Regions from separate parts of the Sus scrofa genome. Here all the other regions are linked to region 1. Evidence: chromatin contacts called from public Hi-C data. All regions are on one chromosome and are shown on one strand. Each heading gives the region's core, a stretch centred on a gene start, on an enhancer-like site or on the middle of the called end of the contact. The rest is flanking DNA. Distances are from core to core; before and after follow the strand shown. Region 1 overlaps LYPLAL1 (lysophospholipase-like protein 1). Region 2 overlaps TGFB2 (transforming growth factor beta-2). Region 3 overlaps TGFB2 (transforming growth factor beta-2).

Region 1 (3,138 bases), core at 326-2,825:
AAAAAAAAAAAGATACAACAACAAATAATAAAATTAAAGAAATAAGATAAAATAACATAAAAAAGTAAGTTGGTGGCAAAGACGACATGCCTCCCCGGCCAGTTCCCCTGTCCTTGGAAACTCTGAGGATCTGTCCAAACTTGACGGGTGTTCAGAAGGGTGAGGAGGCTTAAGTCACAGCCTCTGTTCCAGGGTGGTGGCAGGTATGCGGTGTGTGTCTGTGTGTACACAGGCAGGGGTACACGGCTTCGCCAAAGCTGAAAACGTATCTCCATCAATACTGTCGTGGGGGAAGAAAAGCCACCATGGGAATCGACTCCACTTTTCTCCAGGGCTCTCGGGATTGTTTTTGCCTTTGCTCTCATCCTTTCTAAATCTCGTCCGCTATCATTGAGGCTCATTTTATATGTTGTTGAAGAAACACCAGCTCCATGGGAACTGTGGTCCTCCCTGCCCCTGGGCCCCTCTGGTACCTGTTTGGGTCGGAGCAACGGTAACAAAGGCCGGAGTCAAGGCCGTGTGCTCTCCAGAGAAGTTGGCAGGAATTTCCTGACACCACATGACACAGGCAGGGCTCTGCCCGTTTCAGCTCTGGCCAACCTCACAGGGCAGACAGATGGCCAGTGATGCTTCGCGTTTGCCCATGGGTCTCCATGCCCTGGCCCTTGCCTCTCCCAAAGCCAACTCCCTGGTAGAAGACAACGAAGCTTCTGGAGAAAGCAGGACTGTTGTCAGGCCATAAGCACAAGGGTCTGTGTCCCACTCATCTCTCCTATTTTTCCCTCCTCCCCACAAGGTATTCTACCCCAGATTTTTTTTTTTTCAATGCATCTTCTAATTCCATGACTGGCCAACCCTTAGTCCATGTGTTGTCACCTGCAGCTTCTTATGTCACACTCTGTGACTTTTCCCCAAGTGTTCCTGTTTCAGGAAAGGAAAATCAGCCTCTGGGTACATTAAACCATCAGGTTAGGTCTCAAGTTAGGTTTGTTTAGCTAAATAGTTGTCCTTGCTTATAGGAGTTAATGAATAAAACAAGGTCTGGATTTCACTAGTATCTTTGAACTTTACGTCTTGCATTTCACACCAGGAGCCAATTTCACGCTGAACTTTCCTATTTTAACACCTAAGATCAAAGAAAAAAAAAAGCCTTGTTTCAACAAACTAGCATGTAGAATGCAGCATTAAAATCTAAAACTGAGGCTAACTTCAGCTTCTCTGGTTTTCCCTTGCAGCAATGTTTACGTGTTTGATTTTTAATTTGAACATGTATCTCATAAGACCTCAGAAACAACAGAATACTGAATACCTGCGACAGAAAACAGGATCCGTGAGAAAGGGGAAAATTACACACAGGAACCCTAAGGCTCCTGATGTGTTGGGTTTTTTCCAGCTATAATACAATTTAAACTTGGAGAAAACCTATGTAAACTATCGCCTTTTTTATTTCTTAGAAGTTTCAAGTAAACAATTTTGCTTTGGTTTGCTTGATTTGGGGAAGAATGCTTAAAAGTGTAAAAGGCGTAAGAATCATTTGCAAGAAAGGAAAAATACATTCCATGACATATAGCCTAATGTTATCTGATTGCAAAATCACGGCTCGAGGGTTTTGACACCTCGAGAAGTTATTCACCTCATTGTCCTCAAGAATGAGTTTGTTTCTATTGGGAACATCTGTTGATCTAGTGAAGCCAGCAGCATCTCCATCCCGAGGCTGCAGCCCCTACTCTTTTTAGAATCAGAATGGATACATTTATCAACGGAGCTAATGAGAGAGGCCAGAGGTTGGGGTTTAGACGGGCGTGTTTAAATGACTAATACATTGTGCAATGGGGGGGGCAGGGTATGTGGTTTCCCCTTGTGGAGAAACATCAGTGAAGGGAAACTTGGCCATAGTGGTACCAAGAGAAGTCACGCTACAGAGTGAGGTGAATTCGAACAGAGTGATGAACTCAGGGAAATGCTTTCTCTGCGGATATTTCTAGGCCAGTACAGGAAGAATCGGAAAAGACTGGCTCTTTTATGTTCCTGCAGCATCCCCCAGAATTGGCCCTTTGTCACCAGGCAGCATCTTTGGCTGGTCTCCAGCGGTCTTCAGCAGCCCCAGAACCAGTCTCATGGAGTTCACCCCCATATGCCAGCCTTCAAATCTGCCCTCTGGGAATATGTCCCTGTCCCTTTTCCCAGGGATGCCCTAGGGGTTCTCCACTTCCTCTTGGTGAGTGTTTGAGGACATGGTGATCTCATCGGGGAATGAGCAACCCTAGGACTTCCTTCGTTTGCTCTGTCTTACTCTAAACACACAATTCCCTGATGACCTTGGTCAAATTTTAATCTATTTTATGCACTCAACTCAAGGACTAGTAAGCAAAACTAGAGTTATTGTGGGTTGTAGTCTTTGAGCCTGGAATTTGGCATGGGAATCTCTCTTTCGTGACCAAAGACTTTGGTTCTCTTGTTATGGGCAAGTATTTATGAAGTATATGCTGGGCAGTAGAAACACATCCGTGAATAACATGCAGTCCTTATTTTAGACAATCTCACAGCAGAGTGAAGAGGGATTAGGATGGGGGTTCTTGTCACAGCACAGTGGAAACGAATTCGACTAGGAACCACGGGGTTTTGGGTTCGATCCCTGGCATGGCTCAGCGGCTTAAGGATCCAGGGTTGCCATGAGCTGCGGTGTAGTTTGCAGATGCGGCTCGAATCTTGCATTGCTCTGGCTGTGGTGTAGGTCAGCAGCTATAGCTCCAATTGGACCCTCAGCCTGGGAACCTCCATATGCCATGGGTGCAGCCCTGAAAAAAAGCAAAAAAAGGAGGGATTAGGATGGAAGAAAAATGAGCATGTAGGGTCTTTTAACTTGGACAGTTTGGGTTGCAATGAAAAAGGGTGACTCTGAGGTCTGTATGAGGTGGTTTGAGGATGCTTCAGTCTCAGTGAGGTGGGGGGATTTCCTAGTGAAGTGAACTTGAGCTGACAGTAAGACAAGGGGAATGAGGGACGTTCCAGGGGATGGAAAGTCAGAGAAGTATGGCAGGTATTAATTGCTCTGCAGAACTGGGCAAAAGGAAGGGAGGGATCTACTTTTTTAACTCAAAGGAAAATGAGCTCAAATTCGTAAACATCAGATTAGCC
Region 2 (2,941 bases), core at 203-2,702, 630 kb after region 1:
TACCGAATTCATGACCTAAAGCAACTCTGATCCAATGTCCTAAACCGTCAGAGTCCATGGTAATCTACTGGATAATTATTCTCACAACCGCTCGTGTGCTCCGTTTTGCAAACTTAGACTATAATCCAGGCATGAAAACATGGGAAAGCATTCAGAGACGAATGGCTGAAACAACTACAAGGAAATCTCGCTGCACACACACGAGTTATGTTGACATGGAAGAGACTATCTCCCCATCAGTCTGAGTAAACTATTACATAACAGCTAAGCTATAATAAAATCCTGATTCCAAATCAAATAAGTCTCCCAGACTTCTCAAATGAGTCACCAACAGCTTTATAAACATACAAAATACTTGACAAGGAAGTCTCTGATAATTTTTTAGTAATTATGTCTGCAAATTGCTCCTTGCTGACATCACCATCCGAAATGGTTTCCCATAAGTTTGCATTTGCCTCTTCACATCTGTTCATTAATCACCCATGCTTTGAATACTTCTATCATTATTAGGTAATTCGCAGGGTCTAAAAGATTCCACAGCCCCCTCCTCGGTGGAATGTTTAATTAGAGGAATAGGTATGATCAAAGCCGGGGTAGCATCCTGGTCTCATGCCCCTTGCAGTATTTTCTTTTAACTGCAGATACGCAATATTGACGTACTTTTATCCCAAGATCCCGTTTCACAAACAAAGATGACACAACTTCTAAACATCTCCAAGAAAATGTGAAGAAGAAAGGCAGGGGCAGGGTTGGTGGGGGGAGGTCACTGAATTGACATATTTTGTGTTAAAAGACATTTCGAAGCCCTGGCGTCATCTCTCTTTGTGTTGGACGTGAGATTTAAAACTCTGCTCTGACATGTGATTCACGGACCAGCCCTGAGCCAAATACGAGTGTCAGAGACTGGGTTCCGCATACTGGATTGTCTGGCAGAGACGGCGGGAGGGAGAGAGGGAGCACCGCTGCTTTAGAACAAAGAAAACGTGGTCACGGGAGTTCCCGTTGCCGCTCAGTGGGTTAAGGACCCGAACAGTATCCGCGAGGATACAGGTTCGATCCCTGGCCCTGCTCAGTGCATTAAGGATCCAGCATTGCTGTGAGCCGGGGTGCACGTTGCTGTGGTTGTGGCGTGGGCCAGTAGCTGCAGCTCTGATTGGCTCCCTAGCCCCGGAACGTCCATATGCCGCAGGTGCAGCCCTTAAAAAAAAGAAAAGGAAAAGAAAAAGCAGTCACAGCCTGGGCACATGGGATCCTCCTGGGAGTGAGGACGACGTGGCAGAAGATTACAGTCGAAGACCCAAGAAAGTGGTTGGGAACAAGAGGACTCCTTGGTCTAAACTAGGCCATTAGAATGGATGTGACCCAGAATAAACTAAGTCCTTGATCTCTCTCTGCAACTGTAGTCATCCAGTGATAAACACTGGCTCCCTGGAAGCCTGAGAAAGTACAATATTTAGAGGAGTTCAAAATGTGTCTAAATGGAATTTGGATTTCTCCCTAGATGACCTGTGTGGCTGGCATGCCAGAAGCTTGCCACTGGAATGCCACTGGAATGAAGATGGTTGAACAAGCAAAGGAATAAGCACAGTCCTTCCTGTTGAGAACAAAATTGCTGTCTTCCACAGGCCCGAAGCCCTAAGTTTACTGTTGAGGATAAATACGCGGGAAAGAAGCTTCCGATGGGAAAATGGAAACGCTGAGCACAGGTTTCAGCTTGATACAAGAGAAAAGATTTTTATCACTAATGCTCTCCATCACAGTCAGAGACTGACGAGCAAAGGGGTATTTCCTAACAGGAAGGGCTCCAGGAGAAGGCGTGCATGAGCGTCCCGTGATTCATTCAGTCAGTCAGTCATTTATTTCTGGCAAGGTATTAATGGAGTGTCTATTAAGCGTCAGGTGCTGATAATGCAGAGATTAATAACATGTAGTCCCAGGAGCTCCCCTTGTGGCGCAGAGGAAACGAACCCGCCTAGTGTCCGTGAGGATGCGGGTTTGATCCCTGGCTTCACGCAGCGGGTTAAGGATCCGGCGTTGCCTTGAGCTGTGGTGTAGATTGCAGATTTGGCTCAGATCCCGCGTTGCTGTGGCTGGTGGTGTAGGCCAGCAGCTGTAGCTCCAATTCGACCCCTAGCCTGGGAACTTCCATATGCCTTGGGTGCAGCCCTAAAAAGCAAATAATGATAATAATAAGATGTCGTCCCTGACATCCAGGAGTTCACAGAAAAGTGGGTGAGCCACTCCGCCACCCAGATAATTAGCACACATATAATCAGTGAGGAGCTGTTAACCAGACCCAGGTCTGGGCCACACACTGGATCTGATTTTAGAAGGAGCCAGAGAAATACATATCCTTCCACAGGGCCTCTGGTTGGTTGCTTTTCTGTGCTTGCAAACAAACTTTCAGATCCACTGGTTGTGTTACTGGAAGGAAAAATGATGCCTACCCCTTTAACTTAAAGAGAAGCAGCAAGTTGGAATAATAGGAGGAGAATAGTAGAACAAGCCGTGCTGCCAAAAAAGTGAATCAGTAAGAGGAAAAAGATAAAGGAAAAAGAAAGTAACATTAGTACACCCTTGGATATCACGCTTTCTACCCAAAAAGCTTGTTCTCCCTCTTCCTCTGATCCAAGAAGCTTTTTCTCATCACTGATTAGGAGACTCTCTGACTTTAGAAACTCGCACTGATAAGAAAAGTCACACACACACACACACACACACTCACACACGCATACGAGCCTGTTTCAGTAAGCTAACTATAACGATGATTTAAAAATTAACAGTCCGAGAACCTATGTCAAGAAACTAATTTTCAGACCTAAAGAACAGAATAAATATTCACAGGAAAGAATTCATGCTGAAATAGAACAAAGGCCAGTGACTTATTTGATACAGGATCCTAGGATGAGGAAACCAAGGGAACCATGAACCGTGATTGTCA
Region 3 (2,970 bases), core at 459-2,958, 650 kb after region 1:
GGTGCTAGGGAGAGAAGCTGGAGCTGAAGATGCAGAGTGGAGGGCTAGTGGGGAGAGTCGAAAGAAAGACATGGGCCGGAGACTGACTGGAGTTTCGAAAATGCCTAAAAATTCATGCCTTTATTTTGAATTGGTGAGATTTTTCAGGATATACAATACTCCTTTTTCTCCTTCTGCTTCTGCTTCTTCTTCTTTTCCTTCTCCTTCAAATCAGAGCCACAGCTGCCAGCCTACGCCCACAGCCACAGCAACTCAGGATCTGAACCACATCTGCAACCTACACCGCAGCTTGCAGCAAGGCCAGATCCTTAACCCACTGAGCAAAGCCAGGGATCAAACCCGCATCGTCACGGATACCAGTAGGGTTCTCAACCCACGGAGCCACAATGGGAACATCTACAGTTCTCCTTTGAAAGAACTCTAAATAAAGGGAGAGGCTGGCTAGGTACAACTAATTATCTCAGAAGACATCTAAATAATCTGTAGGAACAAATATGACTATAGGCCTGACACCAGACCTAGTGGTTTTTTTAGGGGCAGACAGTTCCCTTTTTACCGTATATGATTTTGCTTGAGAACTTGAGATCTAAAGTGAGTGCTGAAATGCCACTTGGTATAAACAATGTCATTGCCATCCATCATACAATCCCCTTTCCAGGGCCGCACATGAGCATAAGGCTTCATGATCATCAATAGCCATTAGTTTTCCCCAGTATGGGGGTTCCTCAGAAAACGAAATATTAGAACTACCATGTGATCCAATAATTTCACCTTTGGGTGTATATCCAGACAAAACTATAAGTCCAAAAGATCCATGCACCCCTATGTTCACTGCAGCACTACTCACAATAGCCAAGACATGGAAACAACCTAAATGTCCATGGACAGATGACTAGATTAAGAAGATGTGGTACATATATATAACGGAATACTACTCAGCCATAAAAAAGAATGAAATCATGCCATTTGCAGCAACTTGGCTGTAACTAGAAATTCTCACACTAAATGAAGTAAAACTGAAAGAGAGAGACACATACCATATGATATCCCCTATATGTGGAATCTAAAATATGGCACAAGTGAACCTATCTATGAAACAGAAACAGACTCACGGACATAGAGAACAGACCTGTGGTTGTGAAGAAGGATGGGGAGGGAGATGGACTGGGAGCAGGACTGGGAGCTCGGGGTTAGTAGATGCAAACTATGACATTCAGAATGGGTAAGCCATGGGGTCCTGCGGTACAGCGCAGGGAACTACATCCAGTCTCTTGGGATAGACCACGATGGATGATAATATAAGAAAGGGAATGAATACATATGAATCACTGCGTCACTTTGCTGCACAGCAGAAATGGCCACAACATTGTAAATCAACTCTACTTTAGTAAAAAAAAAAAAAAGAAAAGAAAAAAAATAGCCACTAGTTTTCCTGAAATGCCAAATGCAACAAGCCAGCTTGGAGAAAGAAATGATTATCTCTGCACAAGTGGTGACATTGCCCAGGACCCTGGAGGGGGACCAAGGAAAGACCCACTGGAAGGGGACCTGCTGCTCTAGCAGGCCTCTCAGTATTCTGTGGAGCTTTGAGCAGGGTCACTGTCTCCCGGGTTCATTTTGTAATAATTCCAGCAGGAAGTGAGGAGGCCCAGTGAGTCATATGCAGAAACACATCCTTAAAAAAAAAAAAACTGAGTTGACCTTTCCAACTCATTCAGATGTAACACCGTTTTTAAAGGCTGCTTGCTTTAAATGCACCCTAACGCAGGTGCTGTGGGGAAATGCGGTTGGCTGTTGGTTGAAGGGCATCTGTTAGCCTAGAGGGTGGTGGCCTGGGGCATCAGGGGGCAGGGAGGAGGGCAGTCCATTCAGAGAGGAGACGGGATGGCTCTGAACCCTTTACCAGCCTCGCTGAGTTAGTTTCAATTCTTTGTATTTCACTCTCTGTCTGGAGTCCAGCGCGGCGGGAGCAGCAGGGCAGAAACAACGCTGATTCAGAAGGGCTGGTTGCCAGAAACAGAAAGACGGGAAGGATTCTGTGTTGAGAGGGCAAAAGCTGGACATGGCGAGGCCTGTTAACCGTGCAGGCAGGGAAAGTCATCAGAAGCTCTTGAATCAAAAGATCAGAGTGGACATCAGCACGGCTGACTTTCCTCGCTCCGATTTCCAGTTTTCTGGTCAGGCTTCAGCTGGAAATGCCGCCGTGGGGAACTGTTCTAACACAACTCCGTCTCCCTCCTCCACGCGCAGAGAAAACCATTTGGAGGCCGTGGTTCTTGGAAGCTCGTAGGCCAGTGTTCAAGATCCTTTTTATGTTGGCCCTTTTATCCGTCCCTTCCTTTTCGCCCTCTCCTTGCACAGCCGTTACCATGTACTTCCTTTACGAAGAAACCACTCGCATGGTGACATCCACGAGAATAGCTCCGAAGCCTATTCTTAGACGGATACATAAGGAATTTACTCACCACCCCTTCAGGATTAAGGAGCATTAACCTTTGGAACACAGTCCCCTTATGCATGGCAGGGTATTTTTAAGAATGGGAAAACCCAGGATACAGATAAACAACAAGGCGTCCAAAGGGGGGTTATTTTTAGGTCTGAGATTCTGAAATATACAAGGCTACAGATACCAAAATGGTTCTCACCCTTGTGGGTGCGCTCCTCCCATCACCTCCAAGACCGATGTCCCCTTGCTCTGTGGTCTTTGTGTGCTCGCGAACACACACACACACACACACACCCTCAGATCTCTTCATAAAACCCTACTGCCACAATCCCTAGTTTTGATCATAACCCAAACGATGATGAAGGTTCAAATATTTAACCATTCCCTGCAGATAAGAGACCATTCCTGCTAAGGCTACCCCTGCAAAACATGGATTAAAAAGTGCCTGGGTTGCAGCAAGTTTATCCCTAAGTATTTGACTAGTAATGATTTCTCCAAACCAGTCTTGAACTCTGAGGGTGTCC

The links. Hi-C and Micro-C count contacts between places; a contact is called where the count stands out from the background.
Region 2: a Hi-C map of embryonic fibroblasts shows a contact between it and region 1, with 3 times the contacts expected there. The contact joins two enhancer-like sites. A contact is called at or near these places in 2 of 47 Hi-C or Micro-C datasets (embryonic fibroblasts and fibroblasts) and 1 of 2 datasets of contacts at active chromatin or transcription factors (alveolar macrophages).
Region 3: a contact with region 1 is called in a Hi-C map of embryonic fibroblasts, with 1.8 times the contacts expected there. The contact joins two enhancer-like sites. A contact is called at or near these places in 1 of 47 Hi-C or Micro-C datasets (embryonic fibroblasts) and 1 of 2 datasets of contacts at active chromatin or transcription factors (alveolar macrophages).

The regions. Positions count from the first base shown.
Region 1 is chr10:9,057,333-9,060,470 of Sscrofa11.1, reverse strand. All of the region lies in intron 5 of LYPLAL1 (lysophospholipase-like protein 1), which reads right to left. Among named protein-coding and RNA genes, the nearest start is that of LYPLAL1, 110 kb to the right of the region's middle. Within about 2 kb of position 1,575, at least 9 of the 83 cell types and tissues checked have an H3K27ac peak or open chromatin away from gene starts, as enhancers often do. A contact at or near this core is called in alveolar macrophages and embryonic fibroblasts, where this site is marked.
Region 2 is chr10:8,426,687-8,429,627 of Sscrofa11.1, reverse strand. The region is part of intron 6 of TGFB2 (transforming growth factor beta-2); the gene reads right to left. Among named protein-coding and RNA genes, the nearest start is that of TGFB2, 120 kb to the right of the region's middle. Within about 2 kb of position 1,452, at least 11 of the 83 cell types and tissues checked have an H3K27ac peak or open chromatin away from gene starts, as enhancers often do. A contact at or near this core is called in embryonic fibroblasts, where this site is marked.
Region 3 is chr10:8,409,044-8,412,013 of Sscrofa11.1, reverse strand. All of the region lies in intron 6 of TGFB2 (transforming growth factor beta-2), which reads right to left. Among named protein-coding and RNA genes, the nearest start is that of TGFB2, 100 kb to the right of the region's middle. Within about 2 kb of position 1,708, at least 26 of the 83 cell types and tissues checked have an H3K27ac peak or open chromatin away from gene starts, as enhancers often do. A contact at or near this core is called in alveolar macrophages and embryonic fibroblasts, where this site is marked.